Regions from separate parts of the Capra hircus genome. Here region 2 is linked to region 1. The links are chromatin contacts, called in public Hi-C maps. All regions are on one chromosome and are shown on one strand. Each heading gives the region's core, a stretch centred on a gene start, on an enhancer-like site or on the middle of the called end of the contact. The rest is flanking DNA. Distances are from core to core; before and after follow the strand shown. Region 1 overlaps PTH1R (parathyroid hormone/parathyroid hormone-related peptide receptor). Region 2 has its middle 9.5 kb from the start of MYL3.

The links. A called contact is a pair of places that touch in the nucleus more often than the background predicts.
Region 2: a Hi-C map of blood shows a contact between it and region 1, with 5 times the contacts expected there. The contact joins two enhancer-like sites. A contact is called at or near these places in 3 of 5 Hi-C or Micro-C datasets (all in blood).

The regions. Positions count from the first base shown.
Region 1 is chr22:52,636,915-52,640,687 of ARS1.2, reverse strand. It overlaps PTH1R (parathyroid hormone/parathyroid hormone-related peptide receptor), which reads left to right. Exons shown (of 16, transcript XM_018066733.1): 4 at 991-1,093; 5 at 2,923-3,057. Among named protein-coding and RNA genes, the nearest start is that of PTH1R, 16 kb to the left of the region's middle. Within about 2 kb of position 1,972, at least 1 of the 5 cell types and tissues checked has an H3K27ac peak or open chromatin away from gene starts, as enhancers often do.
Region 2 is chr22:52,677,133-52,680,905 of ARS1.2, reverse strand. No RefSeq gene overlaps it. Among named protein-coding and RNA genes, the nearest start is that of MYL3, 9.5 kb to the right of the region's middle. Within about 2 kb of position 1,610, at least 1 of the 5 cell types and tissues checked has an H3K27ac peak or open chromatin away from gene starts, as enhancers often do.

The DNA.
Region 1 (3,773 bases), core at 723-3,222:
TAACCTCTTGTGGTCCCTCATGGCAGTGGCGGGGCTGGGGCACACTGAGTTGTTCCCGGGGCAGGATGCTGCCTTTAACCTCTGACTCCCAACCCTAAGTCAGGGAAACAGAGGCTCAGAGTGAGTCCCGCCCCCACTCTCCCCTGCCATGATGTTCCTGTTTCCGTCCTTAAAATACTGCCAGTGAACCTAGCGGGTGGCAGCCAGTACCGAGGGTGTGCAGTGTTGGAAGGAAAGGAAGGAAGGACATCCCGGGCAGAGGGGAGAGCAGGAACCAAGGTCTGTCCACATCACCAGAACACAGGGCCTACAGGGATGGAGGAAAGCTTCCAGATAAGCGATGGATGTGGGTGACTCCCACCCACAGCCTGCACGCGAGTGCCCCGCCCAACCCAGACCACTTGCCAGCAGTTTCTCCATCCCCTCCCTCCTGGGACCTCAAGGGTGGGAGGGGCCGAGGCACTCGCCATTCATGCCATTCACCCATTCACGGGGAAAGCACTGACTGGGGAGAGGGCCAGGATGGAAATCGGTGACTCCCAGGGGCACTAGGACTTGCAGGAATCCAGGCCCCCCATTTGTTTCCCCAGAGTTCGCCACCCTTACCCACCCCCTCCCTACCCAGGGTTCCGGTGAGCATCCATCCTAGGACATTCCATCCCTTTCCCACGCCCCCTTGGGGAACAGACTGGACAGCGACTATCAGAAGCTGCTTTCTGTGGGGTTACTATCGGCCAAGTCAGGGACAGCCCCCCTTCCTTCCCCTTTTTTCCCTCTGGTAGGTCAGGCAGGTCAGGCCGTTCCCCTCGAAGCCAAGGCTGCCTGTCTGTAAAATGGAGCTACATCAGGTGGATTTCCCACATTCGTGTGTGTGTGTGTGTGTGTGTGTGTGTGTGTGTTGGGGGGCATCCCTCAAAGAGGCTGGGATAGTTGTGGCGTCCAGCACTCGGTGGGGAAGTATTGCCTGCAATCTGACCTTCTGCTCGGTAGGTGGATGCAGATGACGTCATGACCAAAGAGGAGCAGATCTTCCTGCTGCACCGCGCCCAGGCCCAATGTGAGAAGCGGCTCAAAGAAGTCCTGCAGAGGCCAGGTGGGGGCGGGGCCGAAGGAGGGTCTAGGGGGGCAAGGGCAGGAGACACAGAGGGGCCAGAAGAAGGTGGGAGCCCAGGAGGCAAAGGCAGGTGGCACCAAGGGAGGGCGGGCCCAGGTAAAGGGGGCCAGGCCACAGTGAGGACCAAAAGTGGGGTGAGTCAGGTGAGTTGAAAGTTAGCAGGTTCAGAGATGCCCTGAGCCTCCCCTCCCAGGGCTGGGATAGGAGGGCATGAAGGCAGCTTCAGTCCGAGTCATCTCTGATGCGTAGATGTGGTGAGGCCCGCCAGGAGCAGGAGCACCAGAGTGGGCCGGGACTGCCTCCTAGAGGAGGAAGCAGTACCCAGTGCCATCCAGAAGCGTGAATACGTCTTTGAAAGAGGCCCCTGGGCACAGGGCAAGGCAGGGTGTCCAGGCTCAGAATGGGGCTGGAAGGGAAGGAGAATAGAGGAATACGGATGGGTATCCATGTCGGTCATGGTCATTGCCCAGTAGAAGGCTCCTGAAGGGATAAGAACGCTCCCTCCTACCAACACAGCATCTCCAGGGAACCCTGGCCACGGTCAAGCTGGGAGGGGCAGTCACCTGACCTCACAGCTCCCACCCCAGTCTCAAGCTGGTCTCTTCCTTGAGTCCATTTCCTGGAAGCGGAAATGGGGCTTGATGAGCAACCAGCGCAGCCTCTGACTTCTATTTGATTAATCCCCTCGACCTGGAAGAGATCCAGACCCCACCTGAGTGGTGGGCACTGGCCTCCCTGCGCTGGCCCTCAGACCCCTGGGAGAGGGTGGTGATGTACACCCCAGACGCAAGCGCACAGTGACATCCCCTGGAGCCCACAGCCCCTGCTCCCACTCACAGGGACTCACATGGTCTCTGCTGTCAGAGCCCTGCCCACACTGGCCCCACAAGTGGCTCCCTGGTCCCCCGCCCCAGTCACAGCAGGGGCTGGGAGGGTCTGAACCCAGCCCTCTTTCTGGTTGTGGAAGCCTGGAGGCATCTCCCTCTGCTGTCTCTGTTCAACCATGGAGGCCTTCCCTTCTCACTCCATCACATCTTGCTACCCCCACCCTACTAATGCCCTCAGGTTCAGGTGGGAAAATGGGCACAGCCATTCTGTTTCAGCCCAGGGTGTCTGCAATTAGCATCCCATTGTTGTCACAAAACCCAACATGGGAGGGCCAGGAGGCTGCAGTGAAGGTCACATGAGGAAGACTTTTCAGCGAGGAAGAGAGACCTCAGACTTCTAAGAGAGGGAAAGGCCGGGTTCCATCTGAGATGGAGAGGCTCCAGGGTCCCTTGTGGAAGCTGGGAACCCCTTATTCAGGCATCCCAGGGCAGGGGATGGGGTAGGTGGGCTCATTGGCCCTCTCCTGACAACTGCACACTCTTGCTCCTGTCTTTCATACCACCAACTTCTAGACCTACAGGGGTGCTCTGGCCAGACTTCATTTTTGCTCTCTAACCTCTCTGCTGACATAACCACCACGGTCTGCTTTTGCCATACGCCCCCTGGTGGGCTTTGGCTACAACTGCTGAATCAGACACTTCTGCCCGCATTTACTGCTCAAACCGCTAGTTGATCCCACACCTGAATGGCGTTCGCTCCTCTTTGAGCCCCTTGTTGACAGTCTGCATGCCTCCTGATTTCTTCTGTACCTGGCAAGCACTTTGCTGTTTGTAAAGCACATCTCTACCTGTCGTCAGGCTGGGTGTCAGCAGGGCAGGGGACAACCCTCACTGTGTGGAGGGGGAGTCTCCGGGGCAGGAGGGGACCCTGGGTCTCCTGCATAGCACTGTTGACAGCCATAACTGCCCTGATTTCTCCAGCCGACATAATGGAATCAGACAAAGGATGGGCATCTGCGTCCACATCAGGGAAGCCCAAAAAAGAGAAGGCATCTGGGAAGCTCGACCCTGAGTCTGAGGAGGACAAGGAGGTGCCTACTGGCAGCAGGCCCCAAGGTACATCTGTGCTTCGATGCAACCATCTGAGACCAACTCGGACCCACTTGCCCCATGGCTCTGCCACTTCCATGTGACGTCACGCTCCTCGGCTCTTGGAGGAAGGGAGGTGCTGGGAGGAGATGGAGTGGAGGGGGCAGGCAAGCTGGATGGACTTGGACCCCCAGAGGTGGGCAAAGAACTTGACCCACACACCTCAGGGGTAGACCCTGGGTTATGGCCCCTCCCATGGAGAGAAATGACAGAGAATCTGGGAAAGAGAGGAGCAGGGAGAGGCTGGGAGAGACATGGAGACAGAAATAGAGAGGCAGAGGGAGACATAGGGGGCCAAGAGGCACCGGGACGGGGACTCAATATGTCAGAGGAGGTGCATCAAGACACATAGTGGGGTGGTAAGGAGAGGAGGGGCAGGACAGGAAGGTGGCTGTGAAGGGGTGGGGCCAGACAGGGGGAGGAGGAGGAGGGCAGAAGAGAAGAGAGGGAGGGATATGCGGGCTGCATTGTCCCTGGGGGAGGTAAGGAGAGACAAACGTGGAACCCAGGCTGCAGCCACAGGGCCGGTTTGAACCGGCTGGGTGGGCAGCAGATTCCAGATGGGCCACATCTGGGAGGCTGTGGTCACCCTGTGGCTCCCCAGGGATCAGAGGGAATTGTAGGCCTGGCCAGGCGGGGCTGGGAATATGGTGCCCAGGACAGAGAGCCTTTCACCAAGCCAG
Region 2 (3,773 bases), core at 361-2,860, 41 kb before region 1:
AAGCCATGGCAGGCTGCCAAGCGCCCCAGAGAGCTGAGCTGAGACCTCAGAGCAGAGAGGGCTGCTTAGCTCTGGGGTCCTGAGGCTGAATTCTGCCCCTAGCTCCGCAGCCCCCTGATTGCCCCACTGACCCTCTGGTTCTGCCTGGACCAGGACTGGAGTGATGAATACTCCTGCCACTGCACAGAGACCTCAGAGATAAGGCCTCGGACCAGATGGGGGAAGAAAGGCATAGAGAGACCCTAGACCACATTCCAGCCAAATGGGGCACATGACCTGGCACCTGAGATATGGAGGAGACCAGGCTGACCCAAAGGCAAGCCCTTTGCCACCCACCCATCCCTTCCCACCGGCCGCAGGGACACCGGCTGGACCACCCTGCTTGAAGAGGGAGCTGGGACCAGTGTTTATGCAACTGTGGGGAGGCCACAGCCTGGCAGGGAGTGCTGCCTGCCCAACACAAGCACTGACTCAGCAGAGCCCCCCAGCACGTACACACTCAGACATGCACACAAACAGACACACACACATACACAGAGGTAAACACACACGTGCATATGTGCAGACGCATGGGCACCTGCATTCATAGGTATGCGCCACACTCACAGACACAGTCGCAGACACAAGTAGGCAGGCACACTTGTGGATGCACACACACATGGACACAGGGACACACAGAAACGCACACGCGTGTCGCCCGGCCATGGCAGGTGGGAGGCTGCTGAGCGAGAAGCCTCACCCCCACAGCTGAGTTCCACCCTCCAGGCCTCCTCCACTGTGACACTCAGACCCACAGTCAGTGACCCAAACCCACACAGGGTCAGCACAGCCACATACAACAGGCAGAATGCCCCCAGAGTGGCACCACGGGCATGAGTGGGACGGAGACATTCCTAGTGGAGTAGAGCCCCAACAAGAGGGCACCGAACAGTCCCAAGCAGGGCTCAGCAGACACCATAGCCCCAACTCAGCCTCTGCCAGCCCCTGCAGCCTGTCCACTCTCTGTCCACCCTGGAAGACTGGTGGGTGGGAGCTGCAAAGCGTCCTGTAGAATGTGTGGGGTATTCCCTTCCACCTCCAGGACCAGCCAAGTAGGGTAGTAACTCCCAGGAATTAGGGGAGCCTACAGGACAGAGGGTGTGTTTGGGAGAAGACTTGGGGCCCTGCAGGAGCATCCTGGAAACCAGAGGAGAGGTGGGCTTTCTTGGGAGAGCAGAGCACACATCCCCTGAGATCCCGCACCCCTGGAAACTTGGAGGCAGGATGGCTTCCTGCCTGGGGATGGTGACAGCAGGTGTGATCCCTGCCGATGGGACTCAGCCCAGGGCGGGCATCCCTGGAAAGAAGAAACTGAACCACTCACCCAGGCGGCCCCTGGAGACCTTTGAAGGGAATCTTAGCTGTTCCTGGACTTGATGTCCGAGAGCAAGGTGGCTAGGACAGACAGGAGCTGGGGCCTGCCCAGAAGGATATCAGCCAATCAGGGGGCTCTCTTCCCTGACTGGGGCCAAAGGGAGACACTGCTGTCGTCTGTGGAGGTCCTCAACCATCCATTGGCCAGGGAGGCTAGCCAGAGTCCAGCAGAGTCACACGCGCATATGGACACCCCTACTAGAGCCTCTGTTTCCTGCCCCACCAGCCAGCCGCACTGTGCGCGATGGAAGGGCAGACCATGCTCCCCACCCCACACCAGATCCGGGGCTGGACTGGACTGTGTTTAGATAAGGAAAGGAAGAAGAAAGCCTCAAAATCTGCCCAAGGTGTGGCTGAGAGTGTTTTCAAAAATAACCTGGAATCTGATCGCTTTGCTCCATATCCACTGGACCAAGCGTGCCTCTTATCTCCCCTGGACCCTCCTACCTGGGGTCTCTGCTTCAGCTCCTGTCTGCCAGTCTGTTCTCCACACGGCAGCTGATAGAACATCTCCCCAGAGCGCACACCAAAGCCCTTCCCATGGCCCAAGGACCCTCCTTCGCATCCTGTCGCCGCCCCACCGCACTCTCTGCTCCTGTCTCCACTGGAATGTCTCTTCCCTCTGATGCCCTCATGGGTCCCTGGAGCAGACGCTGAAATAGTGCCCCACATGGATGTGCCAGCCTACCTCTGGGGCACCACCCCAAGCAGCAAAGGTGGGAGCTGGTGAATAAGTGGTCTGGTTCCCTCATCCCCTCAGTGGGACAACACCACCATCTCCTGGAGGTCCCCACCAGGGCTGAACCCCCAGGATGATCTGCTCTCATATGCCCAGGGGAATTCCTTCCCTGCCCAGATGCTTTCTCCTGCTCCCTGAGGCTACCTCCCAGGAACACTACTTGCATTCAAGTCCTTGTCTCACCCCTGCTGCTAGGAAAGCCCAGCCTAAGACAACACCATCTCGCCTCTCTTGTTTTTCTTTTCTTTTTTTTTAAATTTTATTATTATTTTTAAAAATTTATTTATTTTAGTTGGAGGCTAATTACTTTACAATATTGTAGTGGGTTTTGCCATACATTGATATGAAACAGCCATGGGTCTTGTTTTTCTTATCTTCCACAACTCTTCCCCATCCCTCCCTCCCTGCAACCCCTGGCAACCTCTGTCTGTATGAATTCTAGAAACCTCCTTGGAGTGGGATCGTGCTGTAATTGTCCTTCTGTGTCTGGCTTCTTTTACTTCGCATACTATACTCAAAGTTCATCCACATTGTGGCGTGTGTCAGAATTTCCTTCATTTTTAAGTGAGAATAATATTCCATTGTATGTATTGACCAACCACACTTTGTTTATGCATTCATCTGTTGATGGCCGCTTGGGTTGTTTCCACTTCTCAGCTATTGTGAATAGTGCTGCTGTGAATATGAGTTTACAAATACCTCTTCAAGTCCCTGCTTTCAATTCTTTTGGCTATATACCCAGAAGTGGAATTTCTGGGTCGTATGATAATTATGTTTTTAATTTTTTGAAGACTGCATACTTTTTCCACAGCAGCTGCACCAGTTTATATTCCCACCCAGAGTGCCCAAGGATTCCAATTTCTCTCCCTTCTTGCCAACACTTGTTACTTTCTGTTTTCTGGATAATAAGCATCCTAATGGGTGTGAGGCAGTGTCTCATCGTGGTTTTGATTTGCATATCCTAAAGCTATGATTTGCATATCCTAAAGTTATGACCAACCTAGTAGCATATTAAAAAGCAGAGACATTACTTTGCCGACTAAGGTCCGTCTAGTCAAGGCTATGGTTTTTCCAGTAGTCATGTGTGGATGTGAGAGTTGGACTGTGAAGAAAGCTGAGCGCCGAAGAATTGATGCTTTTGAACTGTGGTGTTGGAGAAGACTCTTGAGAGTCCCTTGGACTGCAAGGAGATCCAACCAGTCCATTCTAAAGGAGATCAGCCCTGGGTGTTCATTGGATGCTAAAGCTGAAACTCCACTACTTTGGCCACCTCATGTGAAGAGTTGACTCATTGGAAAAGACTGATGCTGAGGGATTGGAGGCAGGAGGAAAAGGGAACGACAGAGGATGAGAAGGCTGGATGGCATCACCGACTCGATGGACATGGGTTTGAGTGAACTCCAGGAGTTGGTGATGGACAGGGAGGCCTAGCGTGCTGCAATTCATGGGATCACAGAGTCAGACACGACTGAGCGACTGAACTGAACTGAACTGAATCAGTGATGTTGAGCATCTTTTCACATGCTTATTGTCCATTTGTATATCTTCTTCAAAGAAATGTCTGTTCAGGTCTATGGCTATACCACCCTAAACGCATCCAATCTCATTTAAAGAAATGTCT